3 separate regions of the Rattus norvegicus genome follow, and regions 1 and 2 are each linked to region 3. A link is a contact called in public Hi-C data. All regions are on one chromosome and are shown on one strand. Each heading gives the region's core, a stretch centred on a gene start, on an enhancer-like site or on the middle of the called end of the contact. The rest is flanking DNA. Distances are from core to core; before and after follow the strand shown.

The links. A called contact is a pair of places that touch in the nucleus more often than the background predicts.
Region 1: a contact with region 3 is called in a Hi-C map of hepatocytes, with 2.5 times the contacts expected there. The contact joins two enhancer-like sites. A contact is called at or near these places in 10 of 12 Hi-C or Micro-C datasets (the Rat2 cell line, Schwann cells, frontal cortex and 5 more).
Region 2: a Hi-C map of liver shows a contact between it and region 3, with 3 times the contacts expected there. The contact joins two enhancer-like sites. A contact is called at or near these places in 2 of 12 Hi-C or Micro-C datasets (kidney and liver).

Annotation. Positions count from the first base shown.
Region 1 is chr3:74,268,536-74,272,378 of GRCr8, forward strand. The region is part of intron 8 of Cers6 (ceramide synthase 6); the gene reads left to right. Among named protein-coding and RNA genes, the nearest start is that of Nostrin, 42 kb to the right of the region's middle. Within about 2 kb of position 1,351, at least 11 of the 93 cell types and tissues checked have an H3K27ac peak or open chromatin away from gene starts, as enhancers often do. A contact at or near this core is called in hepatocytes and liver, where this site is marked.
Region 2 is chr3:74,412,908-74,416,923 of GRCr8, forward strand. It overlaps G6pc2 (glucose-6-phosphatase catalytic subunit 2), which reads left to right. Exons shown (of 7, transcript XM_017592318.3): 7 at 1-484. Among named protein-coding and RNA genes, the nearest start is that of G6pc2, 9.9 kb to the left of the region's middle. Within about 2 kb of position 2,559, at least 4 of the 93 cell types and tissues checked have an H3K27ac peak or open chromatin away from gene starts, as enhancers often do. A contact at or near this core is called in liver, where this site is marked.
Region 3 is chr3:73,965,284-73,968,812 of GRCr8, forward strand. No RefSeq gene overlaps it. Among named protein-coding and RNA genes, the nearest start is that of Cers6, 72 kb to the right of the region's middle. Within about 2 kb of position 2,253, at least 6 of the 93 cell types and tissues checked have an H3K27ac peak or open chromatin away from gene starts, as enhancers often do. A contact at or near this core is called in hepatocytes and liver, where this site is marked.

The DNA.
Region 1 (3,843 bases), core at 101-2,600, 300 kb after region 3:
TTGCAAATAGAACATTTGTTCAAGCTCTTGAGTGCTTCGTGAGTTCCTGCTAAATGCAACTTCGTACTTTCCTTCTTTGTATTTTTTTTTTCTTACTTTTACTCATGGAGAACAAAGCTTCTGCTTCCTTAGGCTGAGTTCAAAGTTTTGAGAGTCACCCGAGAACAATGCATCTGTCCATTGGGGAATTTTTGCTTGAAGGAAGCAGTCGGACCATGGGGAATTTTAGGTAAACCTGGAAGGAGGAAGAGTCACGAAGCTTCTTATGCCTCTGCTTCAGAAGCCTTTAGTAGTCGCATTAGCTCAGGCCTTTGCTTTGCAGACATGAAAACTGAAGTTTATAAAAGAATAGTAAGGCACCCAACTGGCAAGCACAAGATCCAAGCCCGGAACACAGTGTTTTGACTTCTACTTGAGACGTAATGTGCAAACTGTCAGCTCTTTTCTGAGTAAGCCCACATCTGCCCACACTCAAAGCACGCCTGTTACACTCTGTAGCAATTATTCCAATAGTTAACACTATTGCAGTTATTTTTTTTCCAGAATACTGTCTTTGCTCGTCAATTGCTCTGCTATTATTCAATGCAGGTTTTCTTGGGTTGTTTTGATCCAAAGAAAAACAACATTTTGAAAAAGAGCATTTTGTCATATCAAAATCTCTGTATTTATAATTCTAGAGTTTTGGGGGTTTGGTTAGGTTTTCCTCTAGGTTTTTGAGCATCTCACAATCTAGTTTAGTAAATTCTGACTTATTCTGAAGGGTTAAGTCTTTGTTTAAAAAAAAAAAAATGTTTACTGTCTTTCTCTTGCCAAGGGGAAAGGGATAAAGCCTCTCAGGTACAGAACACCCTCAATATGGCGGGCCTGAGGACAGTTAATCTTGGTGGCAGCACTTCCAAGATTTTCCGAGACATTTCTCTAAGATAAAATATAAAATCATATCCTTGAAATCTTAAATAAAAACAGAGGAAATGTCAGCGAGGAGAGAGAGAGAGAGAAAGAGAGAGAGAGAGAGAGAGAGAGAGAGAGAGAGAGAACGCTGCCTACAACTATTTATATAGCCCAGATTAAAGCTCTGTCTTTCCTGACCACAGGACCTGCAGATGTGTGCCCATACTACCTCCCTTGGGTGGTGTTCTGGGAAGCCAGGCAGTGTCACAATGGACACACTAGAGCAAGGGATCACAAGACAGGTCAGAGTTTTTGTGTGGGTGCTGCCAAGTGAAACACCGGAAAGACCATGTGATAGATAGAGCCAAGAAACCGGAAGTATCAAGGGTCAGAGTCTCAGAGCCAAGGAGATATGATATGAGGCAAGAAGGAGCAAAGGACGGTGCTCAATCTTATCTGTCAGCATTGCTGTTGAGTAAGCTTGGGTCTTCGCAGGTCAGATATCAAGTACACACTAGAGGATACATACACCCACACGTAATGCATGAGTCACATGTGCCCCGTGTTTGGAATTTTTAGTGATTTTTACATCAGCCTACTGATGACTGAGTAGCCCTTATCCAAACTGTTAGTGACTTAGATGTTTCAGATCTCTTTACATTTGCATAAACTTTACGGCCAAACCTCTCTAATCTAAAAGTTCAGAATGCTTTAAACCCTGAAACTTTTTGTATATAATGTTAGGGTCCAAGAAGAAAATTGATCTCTGAGATTGGATTCCAGAAATACAAAACAGGGGTGGTCAACATGTAGTTCGCACAGTGACTAGAAAGCATTTCCCTCCTTGAGAGGGCCAGGACACCTTACATCCAGCTCTCAGTGAGGCCCCATGCTAGGGACAACGTAGTACCTGCAAGACTCACACCGTCAGTTTAGGGTCTGCCCGAACTACATGGAAAGACCCTGTCTAAGGAAGAAGAGTGAAGGAGCGGTCCCTGAAGTTGCTTTCTCTTAGCTTCCCCCATTGCTCCAAGAGTTGGCCTTAAATGCTTTTATCTTGAAGTCGAGGGTATTGGAGATGTGCACGGGCCTCCACCCTTCCAAAGAGAAAATCAAAGAAAGCAGCAGGGGGCTCACATGCCTGTTTTATGAGCTGAGCTTAGAAAGAAGTCTTTGATTTTTACATCGTTAATATTTCATATCTATGTCAAGGTGGTAGCGAAAGGCATTACTTGATTGTCAGTAGGAGAGATAATTATTTGGGGATTTAAAGGTTAAAGGAATGGGCCAAGGTGGGGGAATCAATTAAACTAAACCCACTTCGGCCATTTAGGCAGGAACAAACTGGAACATGGCTATTAGAAACCAGGGGATGAGACTAAGGCCTGTCTCCGGAAACCAGAGCAAGCAGTAACAGACAGAGGGGATGTTCTGCCTGTGTGCCAAGCAAGAGGCCCATGGGGCACTGTCTCTGCTGTCGGATGGCGATGTCTTGGCTCTGAGCATAAACATGGGTAAGAGGCTAACATGCAGCTAGGAGAGCCAAGGAGCACGAGGTGCCTGGGGGCCTAGCGCAGTACCCCAGGCCGCCCATGTCTCAGCTCTCTCCACCTCCCAACCCCAACTGTGGCCATGTTATTTACATTCTCTGTGCTTCAGTGTCCTGTCTGAAAAATAGAGATAAGAGTACCCACTGGGGGATTGGGGGAGATGAGGATTTACCCTGAAACCTTTTGCACAATGTGCACTGCTTGAGCCTGGTTTCAGTGACCGTTGACTCTTACACCTAGCAAGATCAAATAATGTGTGTGACATATTTGACGCTTTTAGCAATAGTAATTGCTCCATGAAGGACTGTTAATAAGGAGCAGAGCAAAAGTCACCTTTACCAACAGGGAAGCAACATCACATCACACAGGCAGGGGTGAAGACAGGCCTGCCTCAATCATGCTGTGAAACACCCAGCATGGCTAAGAGGACTCGGGTATGGCGATGAGGAACATAGGGAGGAGAGTGGGTTGAGAAGAACCCCTGCTCCAGCCAGGAAGTCCAGCCAGGTTAGGACTAAAGTAAGGTGTATTTGACTGAATGTCTCATCTGTAACAATGGCAGGATAGAGCCGGTACATCTATTTCCAAAGACAGAGAAGCAGTTGGCCAGGATTCAAGCTCAGATTCCTGCCAGGGATAAAGAAATCACATCCATGTTTGCCGCAGACTGATAGGCAAGGGCACAGTTATTCAAATGTGATCAGTCGTCGGACCCCCAAGCTACCCTCCCAAGACAGCACTTGCTGATGACACCAGCAGTGTGGAAGTCCAAGTGTGAGTGGGCTGCCCTATAGAAGGGGAGAAAACACACACGTACCCTTCAGTCCTGTTGAAGTGTCGAATGGCCAGTCCAACTAAGATATAGTTTAGGCCTGGAGTTGTTATGGGTGGGAGAAAGGGAGCAAGGGACAGAGAGGCAGACACAGTCGGCCAGTCTCGAAACAGTGAATTCAGTCTCTGGCCTGCAGATGTTAAGCACCCGTAGATTTTGTTCAGTATAATCTTGAATGCCTGCTTGTTGGCATCCACCGTACCTGGCATAACATGCTAGTTAGGTGATTAAATTTTGGTTGAATGTATTTTTCATTTAGATATCTCATGGACATTTGTGCCAGAGAAAAACATAGCATGACCACACTGAGTTCTGTCTTGACTCCCGATGTCAAGACCAGGCTGAAGTAGAGAAACCTAATGTTGACTGAGGGGACATCTCCCCTTTCAGATGGCATGTGGCACTCAGGGACCAAGCCCTGACTCTGCCTCTAGAGAAGAAATTTTGGCACTCTTCAGATGCTCATCGTGGGCCTAATTATTTTATGGTTCTCAGGAGAGATTATTCCAGAAACACAAAGCCCACCTATAACTCCTTGGTGGGAAAGGGAAGCGCTGTTGCAGAGGATGC
Region 2 (4,016 bases), core at 1,309-3,808, 450 kb after region 3:
AGTCTTTCAAAAATGAGGATAATCAAAATTCTTCTACCTCAGGAAAACTGTTAAATACTTGTGCGCTGCTTTGTTGGACTAATCTCTGTGCATTACTTCAGAAAATTATTATTTATGGGCTACTAATATACACCAACTTCTCAGTGGGATTTTTTTTCTTCCTTGTTGAAATTCTTGACTCGTTTGATAACTATGTCTTTCTGATCAAGTTCAAAGATCGTGAGTCCAATGCTGCTGTTTGTTGATGGCCTCTGGTCTACGGCAGTGCCAAATGCAACTCCTCTCAAGAATATTATTGATGAATTAGTTACTTTAAGTGATGATCTATTAAAGAGGTCATCAATATGTATGAAAACATACCAGTTGAAGGGAAGGCTATTTGATAATAGTCATGGAAAATAACTTCTCTAACAGCTAATTATTGGCAGCTTTCTAAGTGTAATTTTAGTAAATTAACTGTTGCTTTTACAAGACACTTTAACTAGAGTTCTCTCTCTCTCTCTCTTTTTTTAAATAGGCAATGGATTCCTAAGCAAAACAAACCAAACAGGGTAAAAGAAGGGTTTACTTCAGAATAAATCCATCCCACATCGATTGGAGCACTGGAGCGAAAGAAACAGAACAGGATGGTTCTTGTTCATTTCTTCAGTGTTCTTTGCCTTTGTCCCATAGGCTACTGTAGTCCCCAGCGCATTGTGTGCCGTCTGTCCAGTCCCATCTGTAAATGTCTGAGGCCTGCTTCCCTCGGAGGGACTTTTTCAACATTTCCTGTAGAGTCAATAATGTTCAACTTGAATCTTCTATCCCAATATATCCTGAGCCTGCTTCCACCCACGGCCTGAGGGGACTGTGCCCATCAGCAGTCAGGGGATTCTGTTGCTGTGCCTGGCTCTACCGCATGTTCCCCATAGGTTCCCAGAGAGGAGTTTTCTTCAGCTACTCTACACAGCTGTCTGTTAGATGACATGGGATCCTCAGAGGGGAAATGGAATGAGGCATGGCTTATTTTCAATAATTAATCTCTAACAACTCTACCCGCGTCTACCATGAAGCCTCCGAGTCCCTAGCGAGATTTTTCTTTCTATGGAGTTGAAGTCTCCTGGAGGAATCCATATGGAGGCAATTTGCTTTTGTGATTGAAATTGCTTAGGCAGCGAGAGAAACAGCTCTGTCTGGCCTTGGAGAAAATGCCTGATTTTAATCATGATGGAGAAGACCGGCTTTCAATTTATTCACGTGAAATAATCCAAATGAGCTCATTTGACTTGCGATATCCATCTAGTCAAAGCGTCTACACATCTGCATATTCAAGAGAAAAATGCCAATAGCATGAGCTGTCAGGATGATAGACTCTAGACAAGTGGTTTGGGAAGCCGTCCCAATCAAACATGCATTTGAAAAGAAATGCCAGGGAATTTATTATTGCTAAAACTAGCTACCAGGAAGACTGCTGAGTCACTTTCTTTGGGCAGCTTATTGACTGAACTTCTCCCTTAGAAGGTTTAGTTGATGCAGTCTCTGTGTGCTTGTCCCTACAACAGAGAGCTTAAAAAAAAAAAACAAAAAAAACAAAAAAACAAGCGTTATAAGACATTCTTGAAATCCAAGGGCATGGCTCTAAATAGTACAGATCCAAGTTTTTAACATAAAATTTGAGACCAGATGAACACATACACATATGGAAAACTCTTACTTTAAAAAACATTTTAAGGGCTGGAGAGATGGCTCAGAGGTTAAGAGCACTGTCTGCTCTTCCAGAGGTCCTGAGTTCAAATCCCAGCAACCACATGGTGGCTCACAACCATCTATAATCAGGTCTGGTGCCCTCTTCTGGCCTGCAGGCACACATGCAGGCAGAAAGCTGTATGATGTATACATAATAAATAAATAAATGTTTAAAAAAATCTTAAAAAAAACATTTTAAATTTTCTAACTTGTATTCAGACTATTTTCCCCAGCAGTTTTTAACTGAACTCTTTAGAGTGATAAAGATATTTGCTCTGTAAGGACTATTAAGCTCTTAAAAGGCAGCTAATACAACTAGAGAAGGATATTATAGAATGTTACCTATTCTTAGTTCATTTAAATGCGTGCCCAGTAGCTACTGAACTGTTTTACAAGTTCAACCCCACAGTGGTTTTTCATTGAAAACAAAGCAAAACAAAATTTATATTGTCTCCTATCCCACACTGCTGTGGGTGAGGCAGAGAGTCTGTAGTGGGTTAACACTGGACTCTGCAGCATTATCAAGAGATGCCTTCACCAGTGGGATCCCTCTTCTCTGACTCTATCCTGTGAGCTCTGGCCACCCTGGTCTCCCTGAACTCAGCTTTCCTGCTCCAAACTGAGGAGTCTGGGTTAAGCCTTCCAGCGCCATGGCTTGGGAATCTAATGGCAACAAAACTGTGTGTTTTACTCACAATGCGTGGCTGACAGGAAGATTTTCTGACCAGGTTTTCCTACTTTTCCTATTTTAGCACTTCCGTGGTCATTCAGAAACTAGTTACAAAAGCTCTCCAAGTACCCAGGTGCCCTGAAGACTTTGCCCTCATTGATGGCCTTTTGTCTCTTTGTAAATCATAAACAGCTCTCTTGGATGAATACCTGGATTTAATGTTGCCAAGGAACTAAAGAGTCATCCTTAACCTTTCCCTGCTCTTTACTGTATCACCTGATGATTCCCCCGTGAGGGTCAGGTTATGCTACTCTGTTAGTATTTTAACGTCCTCATCCTGTTTCCGTTAAAGGAACATGAATAGTAGAAAGATCTAGCAGCAAGCAGCAACCCATGAGAAAATTCTAAAAATAAATGCTTCATTTTGGGCTCTGCAAAAGACAAATGCAGTTTATGTCTAAAGCGAGGCTGGTCTGTGAAGAGTACTAATTACTGTCTTTGCTGTCCTTTGATGGAGATCACAATAATGATTTAGAAAAAAAAATCACATCTCATTTCTTTAGGCAACAGACAGGAGATCTCTCTAAAGTAGGGTGAAAACTCAAAGACTAAAGCTGTACAGATTAGTGGGAAACCAATTAGTTCTGTTCTGTTATGAATTCTTAATTTCTTAGGGTTTTTCTTTTTTCCTCCAACATTTTGCCATTGTGATCTCTAAAGAGAATCTGTCTTCTGTCCAAAGACTGTGTTGCTTCCTCAGAGAGGCTGCCAGGACAGGGCAGGGAGATGAATAAATGTGGCATCTGGGGTCCTGCTGGATTGGGCTCAACCCAGGAGTTACATTGACTTCCACTGCCCATCATTTCACTTCAGTGCTGGGCCAGATGAGGACTGAACCTCTTCCCTGGGATCATCTGGGCATCAGGAAGGAAGAGTAGGTGACATGTGTACCAGAGAACACAGCCCCAAATGAAGAAAGCAGTTCTCTTCCAGCCCTTACCCACCCTAGGGTACTGTTGGCCCAATCACACTCTAACTTCCATTCTAAAATTGGCTTTCCAGGCCCCAGGCGTTGTTTTTAGCCAGTATTGCCCAGGCTGTCTTCCATGAACACACATCCTGCTCTTACCGGCTCATGTTGTATCCACCACTGCCTGTAACAAATACTAGCATCTCTCAGTTGAGCAATTCTGCATTAAAAACAGGTAGCCCTTGAGATATTCTTTTGCCTTCATCATAGTCCAAGCTCTGCCCATTAGGAATTTGGGCAGGTGTAAAAGAAGCCGTGAGGTTGGTCCTACTTCCTGTCTGAAGACCTCAGTGACTCGGCAAAGCTGAAGTAGAGGTTCTGTCTGTCATGGAGGGTCTCTGTGCATCTTATTCTCTTGGCTTCAGTGAGCTCATACCTTTCCCATCTCAGCCAACCAAGAGACTCACTTACAGCTAATCTGTGCAGCATTAGAACACGGTGGGCAGATGCGAGCACATTCAAAGGCAGTAGATGTACAAAGGGCTTCATGGAGTTTATCAGTCACCTTGGACAAGTCATTCTTGCATTCCAATCTGGCTCTAGACTGCCATTGTGAGGGGCCATTTACTAGGTGGTGTAAGTTTATCAAAT
Region 3 (3,529 bases), core at 1,003-3,502:
ATTCGTGTGTTAGTTTGTTTTCTGTTACTGTGAAAAAACACCACGACCAAAACAACTTGGGGAGGAGGGGGTTTAATTTATCTTGAAGCTTGCACTCCGCCATGAAAGGAAGTCAGGACAGAAATCCAGGGCAGGAATCTGGAGGAGGCAGGAGCTGTTGCAGAGGCTTGCTCCTCCTGCCTTCTCATACACCTGAGGACCACCTTCCCTGGAGTGGCAACCACCCAAAGTGGGCTGGGCCCTCCCAAATCAATTGCCAATCAAGAAAATAATCCACAGGCTTACACAGGAAAATCTTATAGCGACAACTCCACAGTTGATGTTCCTTCTACTCTGATGACTCACTCTTGTGGCAGATTGACAAAAGCAGCAGCAACAACAACAAAAACCCCAGCCCCCTAAGGAGTCCAGTAGTCTTACACGTAACATATCTGGCATAAGAATATTCTCTGGGAAGGGAGCTTGACATGGTGCCACTTATTGGCACCCTTGCGCAAATAAATCACTTTAACACAAAGTGGGCGTAAGGTTCTATCATAGGAAAACCATTTATACTTCTATTTGTTTAATCTAGTCTTTCTTTAGACATGTCTGAATGCAGAACTGTTTCCCTGCGTACAAACTGTATCCAAATAAACATCGTGCTAACAAAAACACGAGTTAACTACGTAATAAACTTTAGGGATTTGTGTGAGGGCTGCCAGGGCAGGATTACAGCACCTGAAGAGTGCTAGGCTCCCTCCGGCATCGTGAATAACTCGAGGAGAGCCACAAGTCCTGGAGAGGTAAAAGTCTTGCTCCCAAGCGTCTCCCTGAGCCATCTGTACAGATTGTCAAAATGCCAGAATAAATCATTTTACTCTTACAGCGAGACGAAACCTTTGGGGACTTGTTAATTTTCAAGCTGCTATTCTTTGCCATTTGGAGCTTCACTTCAAGCCTCTTCAGAGCTGATGAGCAAAGACTGCCAGCCCTATGTAAGTGGGAAGCGTAGCTCTTGAGTCCAGCAGATTATGGGTCCTCGTGCAATTAAAGTGGAGGGGAAGCCTGGGAACAATTTGTTAATCTCCGTGGCCTTTTGTCTGCAGAAACCGAATTATAAGATAGACTTATGTCCAGATCATATTTGCGGTCAGGGAAGGATTCAACATTTATTCAGACTATGTAGATTGATTGCCTCTTATGGCTATTAACATCCAGGGGCGTGGTCTGCTTACCCACCAGTAAAGGAAATCACCCCAAATCAAAATGGTGAGTACTGTGATGTTCAGAAAGTATAGTTTTTCAATTCTCCTTTTTTAACTGTTGCCAATGATCACAGAGGGATGAAAGGGGAAGGAGGGTATGTAGGGTGAGCTCTGCAGAAGTGCTCTGGGCAGCTCATTCGCCCCTTATCCTATCTCGACTGTGTTTTCCATTTTCCACCTTGCTCTGGTCTCCAAGTCCTTCACTCTCCTCTTCCTGTTCCCTCTGGCTTCTGGACTTGTGGGAGCCCCACAAACAACCGAATCTCAAGTTCAGCCATCTCCTGCAAACCTCCTGGCCTAACTGTGCTTGCCTGGTGTCTGCTCTCTCTCCCTTCAGCCCCAGCTCCTGCCACTCACCACTCACCAAACTTCATAGCTCCCCACTGCTGTTGTATTGCTATTTTCTCTGAATTGAAACATTCCCTCCTGGAGGGAGGAGGGAGAATCACAAGACTGAAGAATCTCAGACCATTAAAGACTCACAGGGCCCCCAGTCTAAGGTTATAAAATCAGGGCAGGGCCGGGGGAGGGGATGCATCCCTGTGGATTTGCTGCAAATCAGCCTGAGAACTTTTGAGTTACAGCTTCCCTGGGTGGTCACTCATACCAGCTGGGCAGGCTTTCCAGTGATGCCTCTGCCTTGAAGTCATTCATTTCATATGGAAACCCCTTCTGGATGCTTCTGTAAGGAACCCCAATAAACCCCTTGCTTCACCAAAGTGGATTTGGGTGGAACTGTTTGGTCTGTCTTTGGTGTCTTATGTGGAATGAATAAAGGTTTGTTCATGTCTCCCTGGGAGAGGCCACATAATATTTCACACACACCGACCCCTGCAGGACCAGGGATTAAGAGGACCTGGTATTAGCAGTCCCAGCAGTACTAATAGCAGGGACTTTATCGCCTGGTTCTCTTGAACTCATTCTTTTGTCAATAAGAGTCTCCTTACTAACCCACAACGATCAAGTCCATGAATGTGCTGTTTCCTGGCATAACTGTGACACACAGCCCTTTCCTAATGTTGAAATTCCTACCGAATTACTTAATAGTTTGTGCTGTTACAGATTGCAATATGAAAAGTCTTTCGAAACAGATGCTCTCCTTTGAAACAGTGAACTTTTAGGAAATGGACATGTTTACAAGTGAAGGTATTTGGTAATCAGACAGTAAGTGAGAACAGTTTTCTCAGTGAGTCCAGGAAAGTGTTTTAGGGCCTTAGACTGGCTATCAAAAGCACCTGGAACCCTGACACGAGGGAGTGAGGGGTGGGGGAGACCCTAAAGGGGAGGCCGGCCTAGATGACAAGATAATCCCAGTCTCATTAAAAAAAAAAAAGGAGACCTCTTTTCTAGTTTCTTCATGCCCATAAGAAGTCCTGGGATCTGTTGCTTCACCTTAGACTGTCCTCTGGCCTTGCACCCCAGACCTGGGACTTTGGGCAAAGGATAAAGTCAGTTGCTCGCCTTGTCTCCCAACTGCAGCCACTAAGTAAGGAAGCCAAGAGGTTCTGTAGCAGGACACATGCTTTCAAGTTCTCCTATCACTCTTGCTTTGCTTCCCAGTTTCTGTTTCCTATAAAACACCTCTCTCTTCCCCCTCCTTCCTACTATTTATTCAATGGCACATCCATAACTGATAGGAACGAGAAGTCCCACTGGCATTTTTTTTTTTTTTTTTTTGCTTTAGGGTTTTAGGTTTGTTTCTGTTGCTGTTGTTCTGTTGTTGTTGCTGTTGTTTTGAGACAGAGTTTCTATCTGTGTAGCTCTGGCTCTCCTGGAACTCACTCTAGATCAGGCTGGCCTTGAACTCTAAAAGATCTGCCTGCTTCTGCCTCCTGAGTGATGAGATTGAAGGTGTGTGCCACCACTTCCCAGCTAAGGCAAATATTTTAATTAATAATAAGAATAAAAGAATGGATTCAAAGCCTCTCCCCTAAACTTTCTTTTTTTTTTTTATTTATGTATTTAATGTATGTGAGTACACTGTAGCTGTCTTCAGACACACCAGAAGAGGGCATCAGATCTCATTACAGATGGTTGTGAGCCACCATGTGGTTGCTGAGATTTGAACTCAGGACCTCTGGAAGAGCGGTCAGTGCTCTTAACCGCTGAGCCATCTTTTCAGCCCTCCCCTAAATTTTCTATCTAACCCCATAGCCTTCCTGGACGGAAGAAAGGATGTGGTGCTAGCTGAAGGTGTTGGGAATGGCGGCCTAGTCTTTCTCTAACTACCTTTAGCTCCACTCACCGTTACAAATCACCCCGGTGTTTCACTTCTGCACACA